Regions from separate parts of the Mus musculus genome. Here regions 1 and 2 are each linked to region 3. Evidence: chromatin contacts called from public HiChIP or PLAC-seq and promoter capture Hi-C data. All regions are on one chromosome and are shown on one strand. Each heading gives the region's core, a stretch centred on a gene start, on an enhancer-like site or on the middle of the called end of the contact. The rest is flanking DNA. Distances are from core to core; before and after follow the strand shown. Region 1 overlaps Pigg (phosphatidylinositol glycan anchor biosynthesis, class G). Region 2 overlaps Cplx1 (complexin 1). Region 3 holds the start of Atp5k (ATP synthase, H+ transporting, mitochondrial F1F0 complex, subunit E).

The links. Promoter capture Hi-C pulls out the DNA fragments that hold promoters and counts their contacts. HiChIP or PLAC-seq counts read pairs in DNA pulled down with a chosen protein or histone mark.
Region 1: a contact with region 3 is called in a promoter capture Hi-C map of embryonic stem cells. The contact joins the enhancer-like site here to the promoter of Atp5k in region 3. A contact is called at or near these places in 4 of 39 promoter capture datasets (the HPC-7 cell line, HPC-7-derived erythroid cells, cranial neural crest and 2 more), 5 of 115 datasets of contacts at active chromatin or transcription factors (the SCID.adh cell line, effector CD8 T cells, embryonic stem cells and 1 more) and 2 of 9 other capture datasets (adipose tissue and pancreatic islet).
Region 2: a contact with region 3 is called in an H3K4me3 HiChIP or PLAC-seq map of embryonic stem cells, with 16 read pairs. The contact joins the enhancer-like site here to the promoter of Atp5k in region 3. A contact is called at or near these places in 3 of 39 promoter capture datasets (embryonic stem cells, liver and macrophages), 1 of 484 Hi-C or Micro-C datasets (nephron progenitors), 2 of 115 datasets of contacts at active chromatin or transcription factors (both in embryonic stem cells) and 2 of 9 other capture datasets (embryonic stem cells and pancreatic islet).

Annotation. Positions count from the first base shown.
Region 1 is chr5:108,329,726-108,332,538 of GRCm38.p6, reverse strand. It overlaps Pigg (phosphatidylinositol glycan anchor biosynthesis, class G), which reads right to left. Exons shown (of 13, transcript NM_001310689.2): 7 at 347-564. Among named protein-coding and RNA genes, the nearest start is that of Pigg, 18 kb to the right of the region's middle. Within about 2 kb of position 1,263, at least 5 of the 459 cell types and tissues checked have an H3K27ac peak or open chromatin away from gene starts, as enhancers often do. A contact at or near this core is called in embryonic stem cells, where this site is marked.
Region 2 is chr5:108,517,654-108,520,922 of GRCm38.p6, reverse strand. Cplx1 (complexin 1) reads left to right here. Exons shown (of 4, transcript NM_007756.3): 4 at 597-2,369. The coding sequence ends at 794. Among named protein-coding and RNA genes, the nearest start is that of Cplx1, 31 kb to the left of the region's middle. Within about 2 kb of position 1,747, at least 8 of the 459 cell types and tissues checked have an H3K27ac peak or open chromatin away from gene starts, as enhancers often do. A contact at or near this core is called in embryonic stem cells, where this site is marked.
Region 3 is chr5:108,433,042-108,436,127 of GRCm38.p6, reverse strand. It overlaps Atp5k (ATP synthase, H+ transporting, mitochondrial F1F0 complex, subunit E), which reads left to right and starts at 1,729. Exons shown (of 4, transcript NM_007507.3): 1 at 1,729-1,802; 2 at 2,048-2,102; 3 at 2,299-2,397; 4 at 2,791-2,882. The coding sequence starts at 1,767. The coding sequence ends at 2,816. It overlaps Gm34319 (a long non-coding RNA gene), which reads right to left and starts at 1,727. Exons shown (of 3, transcript XR_003955776.1): 1 at 1,605-1,727.

The DNA of each region.
Region 1 (2,813 bases), core at 14-2,513, 100 kb after region 3:
CTGCAGAGCTTGACTTATATTTTCATCTTTTATAGCAATGCTGAATGAAGCCATTTGCCTCATGCAAATACTTCATGAAATCTCTTAAATCTGGGTGCACAATGGAAAAATAAAGAACATTCCTATTTTCTGTGTTGCACTGACATTCTTCTTTTCAGACATAGGATCTTTGTAGCCCAGGCTGGCATGATGTAGCCATTCTCCCATCTTAGTAGACTGAATTTGGGAATTACAGACATATACCACCATACCCAGCAGTAATGATATATAAATTCAAAACCTTTATGTTTGGCTGAGTTGCACAATCCATTTAACACCTAAACCATGAGAATACAAACATGTGTACCTCCAAAACTATGAGTGTTCCCACTGCCATGGAGTACATGTCATATTGAGCCACTTGTGTGCTCAGGGACAGACTCAGGGTCTTCAGGGCACCCAGGTAATGCCTGAGTACTTTGGTCCCCAGGCCAAGCAGAATGTCTGAATGGTTTTCCTCCAAGTGCAGTTTGACCCAGTTTCCATGTAACTTTTCTGCCATTTTAAATTGCTCAAATCCAGGATCTATCAGACAAAAAGATTAGACATACTTATAATTTTAGCACATTCACTTACTGGGACATTTTTTTTTAATTAATTTTTTTTTAAAGATTTATTTATTTATTATATGTAAGTACACTGTAGTTGTCTTCAGACACACCAGAAGAGGGCATCAGATCTCATTACGGGTGGTTGTGAGCCACCATGTGGTTGCTGGGATTTGAACTTCAGACCTTCGGAAGAGCAGTCGAGTGCTCTTACCCACTGAGCCATCTCACCAGCCCTTACTGGGACATTTTTAAGAACTGATACCTAATGAAGGCAATCTGTTCCTAGGCAGGAAAGGTCAGCAAAACCGCAGTAACACTGTAACAGTTGATGATGTATATCCATCTACTGCCAACATGGCCAGAGCCTGAGTGGGGCGGGGGTGGTGTGGGTAGGGGCAGTATAAGTGGGGGAGTATAACTGGTTGAGAGCAAGAGTTGGGTCCAGGCATGTCCAAACCCCAGAAATCTCATCGTGAGATTGTCAGGAGTAGGGTCATGTCATGTGTATGTCCTGGCACAAGTATCCACCCACACCACCCCATTACCCCCACCACCCTACCACCCCACCAGGAGGTTACATAGCCCAGTTAAACTCCCTGGAATTCTTCCTTATGCTAATGAGACATTTTCAGTGCCCTGGCCCTGGCCAATGATGTACACTCACCCTGAAAGCCCCCACCCAACCACCGTTCAAAGGTTTAAGTAGCCTTTGTTCCCCAGTGACTACAATGGCCACTGAAGATATTGGGACTAAATGTCTGGCTTCTGGGTGTGGCCCAGGCACATGGCTGCCTTTTGCCTTTAGGTCTACAGGTAGTGTTATTGAAGGCAAGAAGCTGACAGTCTGCTTCCCAGATCTGGTCTGTTATTCTTTACTGTATTGTGCTTGCTTGTAACTAAATGGGTCTAAAAACAAGACTTTTTCTTGCTGAGATGCTCTGTTCTTTAAAATGCACCTCGTACTTCATCAGGACCACAGATTCCTTTATCACCCCCAATGTGCTGCACAGAGCTATGTGAATACAACTTATGCTTTGCTACCGAAGCAGCAGAGGCAGCAGCAGTGGCAGCAGAACCCTGCAGGCATATTGCTGAGGACAAGGGTTCAGTGACACAATCTGAACATTTCAGGTTGCACATGTCCTTACTACTGACAATAAGTACACAGCTGGTGCCCTCACTGCTACACCACCAAAGTAAGAGTGTCTGTGTCTACACCCCAAGCCTCCGCAGTGATCTGTATTCATAATCCATGCCTCTCTTCCAGGGAGTCACAGAAACTCAGGCCATCTTCGCCTATATCCCACTGTCTCTATAAGCGATGTATAGAAGCCTGATGGCACCCTGTAGCCCCCACAACAAAGTCACAGAGACACGGGGTACCTGTGTCTATAACCCACAGCCTCCATAAGTAAGTACAAAGATCTGGTCTATCTTTGTGTATTACTCAACAGCCTTACAGATCTCTACAAATAAGCCTCAGAGACACAGGATATTTGTGTTAATTTTACAGCCTCTACAAAAGGAGTCCTAGAAACCTGGGGTCCCTGTTCATGCAGCCAAATGAATGCTTGCTAAGCACCGACTGTGTCCTAGACACGGAATCAACACAAAGGATCTTAAATTTAAAAAGAAAAAGAAACAAAATGGTGAATAAACTAGTACAACTCCTGCCTGCCTCCACTTGGGTTTAGAAGTGTACACAAATGCAAACAAATGCAAACAAAAAATTATGTTGTAGGCATGGACATATGTGATAACCAATTGTGAAGAATGGAGGCCAGAGAGATGGCTCAGTGGTTAAACGCTCTGGTGGCTCCATCAGAGGATTCAGGCTTGATCCCCAGGACCCACATGGTGGTTACAACCACCCAACATTTTTTTTTTTTTCCTTTTGGCCTCTGCACTGAATACACATGATACATAGACATGCACGCAAGCAAAACACCCATACACATAAAAAGAAAAAACTTTAATCACAAAGAATGCTATGAAGGAAAAGCAAATGACAGGAGACATTTGTGGCAATGGGGAGTAACTCATTTTAGATTGGAAATGAAATATGAATAGGGCAAGGACAGACTGATAAGCTGACTGTAAAGGATGACCAGGAATCAATCAGATGAGGTACCGGAGAAGAGCATCTGTCACTATGAACATCTTATCCAAAGTTCCTGGGGAGTGCAGGGTGGGGTGTGGGGAGGAACTATTCCCAACAGAACT
Region 2 (3,269 bases), core at 498-2,997, 85 kb before region 3:
GTGTTAGAAGCCATTATAAACAAAGTATGTTTTGTGATTTTCTCCACCCTCCTGCCGCTCCTGTTCCTCCCTTGTAGCATCCCTCAAATTTATTTTTTAATAATTACATGTAGGGCATGTGTCTACGGTGTAGGTATGTGCACGTCAGTACAGGTTCCTGAAGTGGTCCGAGGCTTTGAATTCCTTGGAGCTGGAGTTACAGACATTTATAAACTGCCTGACGTTGGCACCGCAAATCAAACTTGGGTTACTCCAGAGGAGCAGTAAGCGCTTTCAACTTCTCTCCACGCAGTCCCAGATTTTTTTTCTTTCTCTTTCACATCCCATGTGTCCTTCAGGCACCTCTTAATTGTTCCATCTTCTGTGTGTTTCTTCTAAAACCTGAGTGGGATCACTGTTGGAGCCCTGGTGAGCAGGATGGGCCTGGAACCTAGCTGGAGTCTTCCTCAGCCATAAATAACACCTTTTAGAGACGCTGGTTGGTTTCTTCAGTGCAGGAAGGACATGGCTTCTCTGGTATTACATCAGTGCCACCCAGGCTGGGGACTGGGGAGGGAAGTATGCAAGCCCCGCCTTGACTGCCCTTTCCTTTACAGTATGGCATCAAGAAGAAGGAGGAGCGTGAGGCTGAGGCTCAGGCAGCCATGGAGGCCAACTCGGAAGGCAGCCTGACTCGACCCAAGAAGGCTATCCCACCGGGCTGTGGCGATGAGCCAGAGGAGGAAGATGAGAGCATCCTGGACACTGTCATCAAGTACCTGCCTGGGCCACTGCAGGACATGTTCAAGAAGTAATGATATTGGGTCAGCACCAGGAGCCCTGCCCACTGTACAGACCCCCGCGGAGTCTCCCCCCAACAAGGGATGTTGGGAGCAGATGCAGCCCCCCTACCCCCGCAAAAATAAGCCATAGTCCTAGATCTATCCTGCCCATGTCCCCCCTCGCGCCTCGGGAGCCTCTGGCCACCCCTCCCCATACTGCCATCACTGACCCCACCAGGCAAGGGTGTGACCCTCAGGCCCCTGTGCTGTGCATCCTTGCCTTCGGGTGGTTGGACCCCTCCTTACTAATCTTAAGTTCACCATCCCCACAGAGCCTGCCCAAGGTCAGGCCCCGAGGGCCAGCCCTGACCACCCCTGGATGGGTGGCTACCAGTCAGGGCCTAAACTCAGGAGCACAGCCATAGTGGGGTGGGACTTGGGGAATGAGCAGTGGGTGCTTGGGGCCCCCAGCCCTTCCCTGAGTCCATTGCCCCAGTTTCTGGACTTGTTGGACCTGCTGGACCATTCGCTCTGTCTTCCTGTCTGTGAGCTACCACCCTAGTCTTCCCCAGCAGCCTTTGCATATTTTGTCCAGCTGTCTCTTTCTCTGTTGCTCTGCAAGGTTTGGCTTAAGAATTCCATGGCCAGAGGAAACACAGCAATAGATTTGGAGCGGGTGGTCTCAGACACACTTGGAGTCCCTTGACATCGTCTGTAATGCACTTTCCAGAGTCCCATCTTTCCCTGATCCCACCTCTCCCTGGTGGCCTCCTGTCCTCTTCATGTGGGCAGGCAGTCTCCTAGGATCTTCCTGGCTTTACCCCTGGACACCTACCCTCCAAATGCCCGTCTTCCTAAAAGCCCTGGGTTCTGGTGATTCCCGCCCGTGCAGAGCAGACAGAGGGCCGCATAATCAAGTGTCCCACCCTCTCCACTATTCCTCCTCTGAAGGGCTGACAGTGGCCGGTAAATGCAAGCTCCTGGGCTTGGGCTGTGGTGTTTTGTTCTGTGTGTGGCCCAGGGGCAGTATGACCCAACTACTCCCCCTTTGCCCAGCCAGCAGCCATTGTTCTTCATATTTGTTTAATTTACATCATAATATGTTGAATCTCAGGTAAATGAGGTCTGTATTTGGTAAGTTTTATCTTGACAGAAAGGCCAGCCTGGTCTTCCCATAACCCTTCCTGTCCACAGTAAAACTGAATTAAGTGTCCATGAGTTTTGGGCCAGGTGTGTGGCTTAGCATTGACCTTCATGACCTTACATAGCTCTTTAGAGAAGCCATAACAATTAGACTGCAATACTATTCAGAATGCCCTCTGCCCAAAGAGATGAAGCATGCTCGGCCCACAGTACCTTGCTCACCTGGGCCATTCTCTGCGCCTCTGGCTGGTTTTCATGAATTGAGAAGCCAGCTCTGAGCAGATGGCCCTCTCTTGAGTCAATCCTGCATCCTGTTCCTAGCGCATGGGGCACCGGGCGCTGAGCTTAGAATAGCCCATGTGTTACCTGTCTGTCTGTCCTCGTGCCTGCACCTCCTGCATGTCAGAGGCCTCACATTTTCTCTCTGAGGGAATCACAGCCAATAAACAGTGATTTCACACCGTGTGGCTATTCCTTCCAAGACTACCATTCGACCTGGGTGTGGGAGGGGGTGCCCTCCCTCACACTGTGGACAAACACAGGGTGTCTCTTATTCTCCAGAGGGCAAAGATCCCTTCAGGACCCCAGTGCCTGGAGTGAGCCTCCAGAACATACAAACCTTCTTTCTCACAGTTCAAGGCTCTGGTGAATCCAGATTGTACTGCTTCCCCGGCTTGGGCCCACCAGGAATTTCACAGCCCTGTTCCCCTGCCCACCCCAAGGGGCTGTCCTGGTTCCCAGTAACACTAGTGCACCTTCTGGGATGGCTGCCCACTCTGCTGAATAGGGAAGAAGTGACCATAGGTCTTGCCAGCTCTCTCCCCTGGCACATTATCAGCCCCTACCTCAACCCCATTTTGCTTCATGCTCATCCCAGCCTAAGGTGCTATGGTCACATTTGTCCTAGAAGAGTCCTTGTCTGTCTCCCTTCTGGGACACCTCTCTTGTAGGAGATAGCAATGGTGGGAAGTCCTATGGCTTCCTCTACACATGGAATGTCCACAAAACCTGCCAGTCTGAGCAGAAAGGCTACATATGTCTCACTCTTGCTGGGGATGCAGGGGTGAGTGGAGGTGAAGAGCAAAATGGGGAAAGTGGGTACGATTTAGAGGGGTCATGCTTTCTCCAAGTACAGTAGTATCTCCTCTTGCTACCTTGGGAGCATCCCTTGTGTTGCAGGAAGTATTTTTTAAAAATGAACCCACCAGTTCTCCGGCAGGGCCTAACTAAGCTCAAGAGCTCCTGACAGCCTGCTGGCTCTCGCTACCACATACCCCACAGTCAGCCATCACATCACAATACCCATTACCTGGGTAGAATCAAAACTCTTAAAGCTTAATTAGCTAATCAGATTTATGTATCAAT
Region 3 (3,086 bases), core at 480-2,979:
TCCATACTCCCCTTGGTACCCACCCCTCAATCCACACTCCCCTTGGTACCCACCCCTCAATCCACACTCCCCTTGGACCCCCAAAGACACTTGCAGTTCTGGAAGCTTGAGCTGCTAAGGAGTCAGGTTTATTTTAAGATTTAATGAGGGAAACCTGTTTGATCACATAAGTTATCTAACCAGTTGCTCAAGATCAGGGAAGGGAGGGGGCTCAATGTGTAGATGACCATGAGGGGTGAGGAAGTTTACTTGGTGCCTTGTAGGTTAGCATGCCTTTGCAGCTTCCTTGGGGAGCAGTGAGTTGGCAGGAGGGCAGGAATCTCACTGTGGCTCAGGTAGGGATGGGAGTGAGGAACGTCTCAAAGGCAAGGTAAGAGTATGTGGAGCACCTGTGGCACATGGCCTGGGTAATTCTCGTCTCAGTTTAGGAACATTTCTAGGATTCTAACAGAGAAGAACTAGGGCTTTGACTCCAGATCAAATGTAGGCAAAGTTCCAGAGCCTAGGGCAATGGTTCCTCTTCTGATGGCCCCGGAGAGCTGGGTACCTATTATGAGTCCTGCAGTTTTCATTGCTGCATTTTATCCACTTTATATTCATAATTATGTTCTCTTTATAAGTATGGACTATAAAGAGTCAGGAAAAGATACCCCATCCCTACAGACTGTGTACCTTTCCAAGCCCTGGTGCAATGCAAAACTGAGGAGGCTGGTTCAATCAACAGCCTTAGGAAGATTTCAAGTCACTATGGGGCATTGGGGTAAAGCCAGCCATTCAGTGGGTGGCTACAATCTATACTATGACAGATGTACACAAAGATGCTTGCCAATAGACACAGCTGATAATCACCTTGTCTCCATCTTGCCCCATCCCAGGCCAATGATGCTCAACTTTCCTAATGCTGTGACCCTTTAATACAGCTCCTTATGTGACCCTCCCCATACATAACATTATTTTCATTGCTACTTTATAACTGTAATCTTGCTACTGTTATGGGTCATAATGTAAATACTTTTGGAGATAAGTGTTTGCCAAAGGGATCACAAAGGGTTGGTCTAGACCGACATGGCTGCTAGAGAGGTACCCACTCTGGGGACATGGACTGCAGAAAGGTAAGTTTGGCAATCTGGGTGCTCCATGGTCAGTCTCTATGAGGCCTGAAAAGGAGGTCAATAGGACTCAGGATCTGTAGTCCTGAGAGTGTGGGCAGGGAGATGCAGGGGTTAGCCTCATTTGGATGAACATTACCTGTAAAGCCCAATGGAAATTAGGAGCTCTGGGCGAGAAAACACTGGTCGGAGGACATATGTGTCCAATGCCGGAAATTGCAGGAAAGCCCTGGAAGGTTGCTGACCTCTCAGGAAGGGCCAATACAAGTTCTGTAATCTCATGCCCAAACCCACCGCACCCAATGGGCCGCTGGAGTCGGCCAGGTGTGCTCGTCTGTTCCAAGAGATAAAGGGATTGTTTGCGTGCTCCAGTCCACAACAGGTGGGCGACAGATTCCAGGGCTGGTCAGTCATTACACGCCGGTGCTGAAGTAACGAGGCTCTGTGTCACCACCCTTTTGAAGCCAGCTTACACTAACAGCCTAGACTTCCTACCTGGAGAGTAGTAACCAGCCCCGTGGGAACGCTCGGCTATCCTCCAGTCGCTAGGGGGCAGCGCTTTCACTGCGGCGCATGCGCCTTTCTGGCTTCAGGAGGCGGCTTTCATTCTCTGTCTTCCGCCTCAGTTGAGCTTCCGGCGCGAAGGTCACGGACAAAATGGTGCCCCCGGTTCAGGTCTCTCCACTCATCAAGGTGAATCCTCATCCCCGTTGTTGCGCGGTGCTCAAAGCTCCTCTATGCCCCCTTTCCCCTCCCCTCCCGTGACTTAGCATTGCCCACCCTTGGGACTGCTGGCTGTGGTCTCGAGCAATCCCGGCCCTGCAACCCTTGCACACACACCCGCCCCGTACTCCCTCTCCCAGTACTCCTCGATGTCCGACCCCTGCGATCCCCTTGTTCCCTCGGTGTGCCTTCTACTATAATGTTTTCTTCTGCAGTTCGGCCGGTACTCCGCTCTGATCATCGGCATGGCATACGGCGCCAAGCGCTACAGTGAGTTTGGGGACCGGGAGAACGGGATTCCGGGTGAAAGGCTGTGTGACACTGCTCGAGCCTGCAGTTCCTTGGGAGGGAGATGATGCCAGGCCCTAGAGGGGGGCAGGTGGGAACAGCTATCTGGAGATTTTGGAGTCGGCTTTTTCACGAAGCAGCATTTTCAGAGAAGTTAATTGCTTCCACTCCCCCCCAGGTTACCTAAAACCCCGGGCAGAGGAGGAGAGGAGAATAGCAGCGGAGGAAAAGAAGAGACTAGATGAGTTGAAACGGATTGAGAGAGAACTGGCGGAAGGTATGGCTTTTAGCCTCTCCCAACACCCCCGAGTTTTCTGGAAGTAGCTGCTGCTTAGTGGACCAGGGGCTGCCTCTCATCCCATGACTGTTTTGTCCAGTGCTGTCCTCCGTGGAGCCCAGTGGAGTGTGAGAGGCATACTGCCCCTTCTCTTGGGTAGCATCTGCAAATTGCCTTTCGAGAGGTTACTGCTGAGCAGGCTCTCTGACCCCTCTGTGTTGACTTCCTGTGGATTCCAGTCAGATGGAGAAGGCAGTTGGGGATGCAAAGGATGGTTTTAGTAATGAAGTTAGGGTTCTCTTGGAATTAGATTCTTGATTGTTTAAAGCCCAAGTCCCCGTAAGGTGGCCCAAGTCTGTATAATGTTTGACATGGTCTCTTCTCACTTTTCAGCTCAAGATGACAGCATTCTCAAGTGAGGCGTCAGCGAGCTTGCTTTTCTCTAGTCGTTGAGAACGAATAAAGCTTCATTGTGTGATGCTGTGGCTTCCTCTCTCTTTACTGTTTGCTTCTAGGTACCGGCTCTGTGGTTGCATCCTGGCTTTTCCTTGGGTAGGGAGGGTCGGGGGTGGGGTGCAGTGGGTGGAGTTTCAAAGGAATTAATGATCATTACCAGACACACAGACAAAGCGAGAAGTGCTGGGGCATGTGAAGGTGCAGTGGTAAGGCCAAATTAGGGCTCCAGGGAT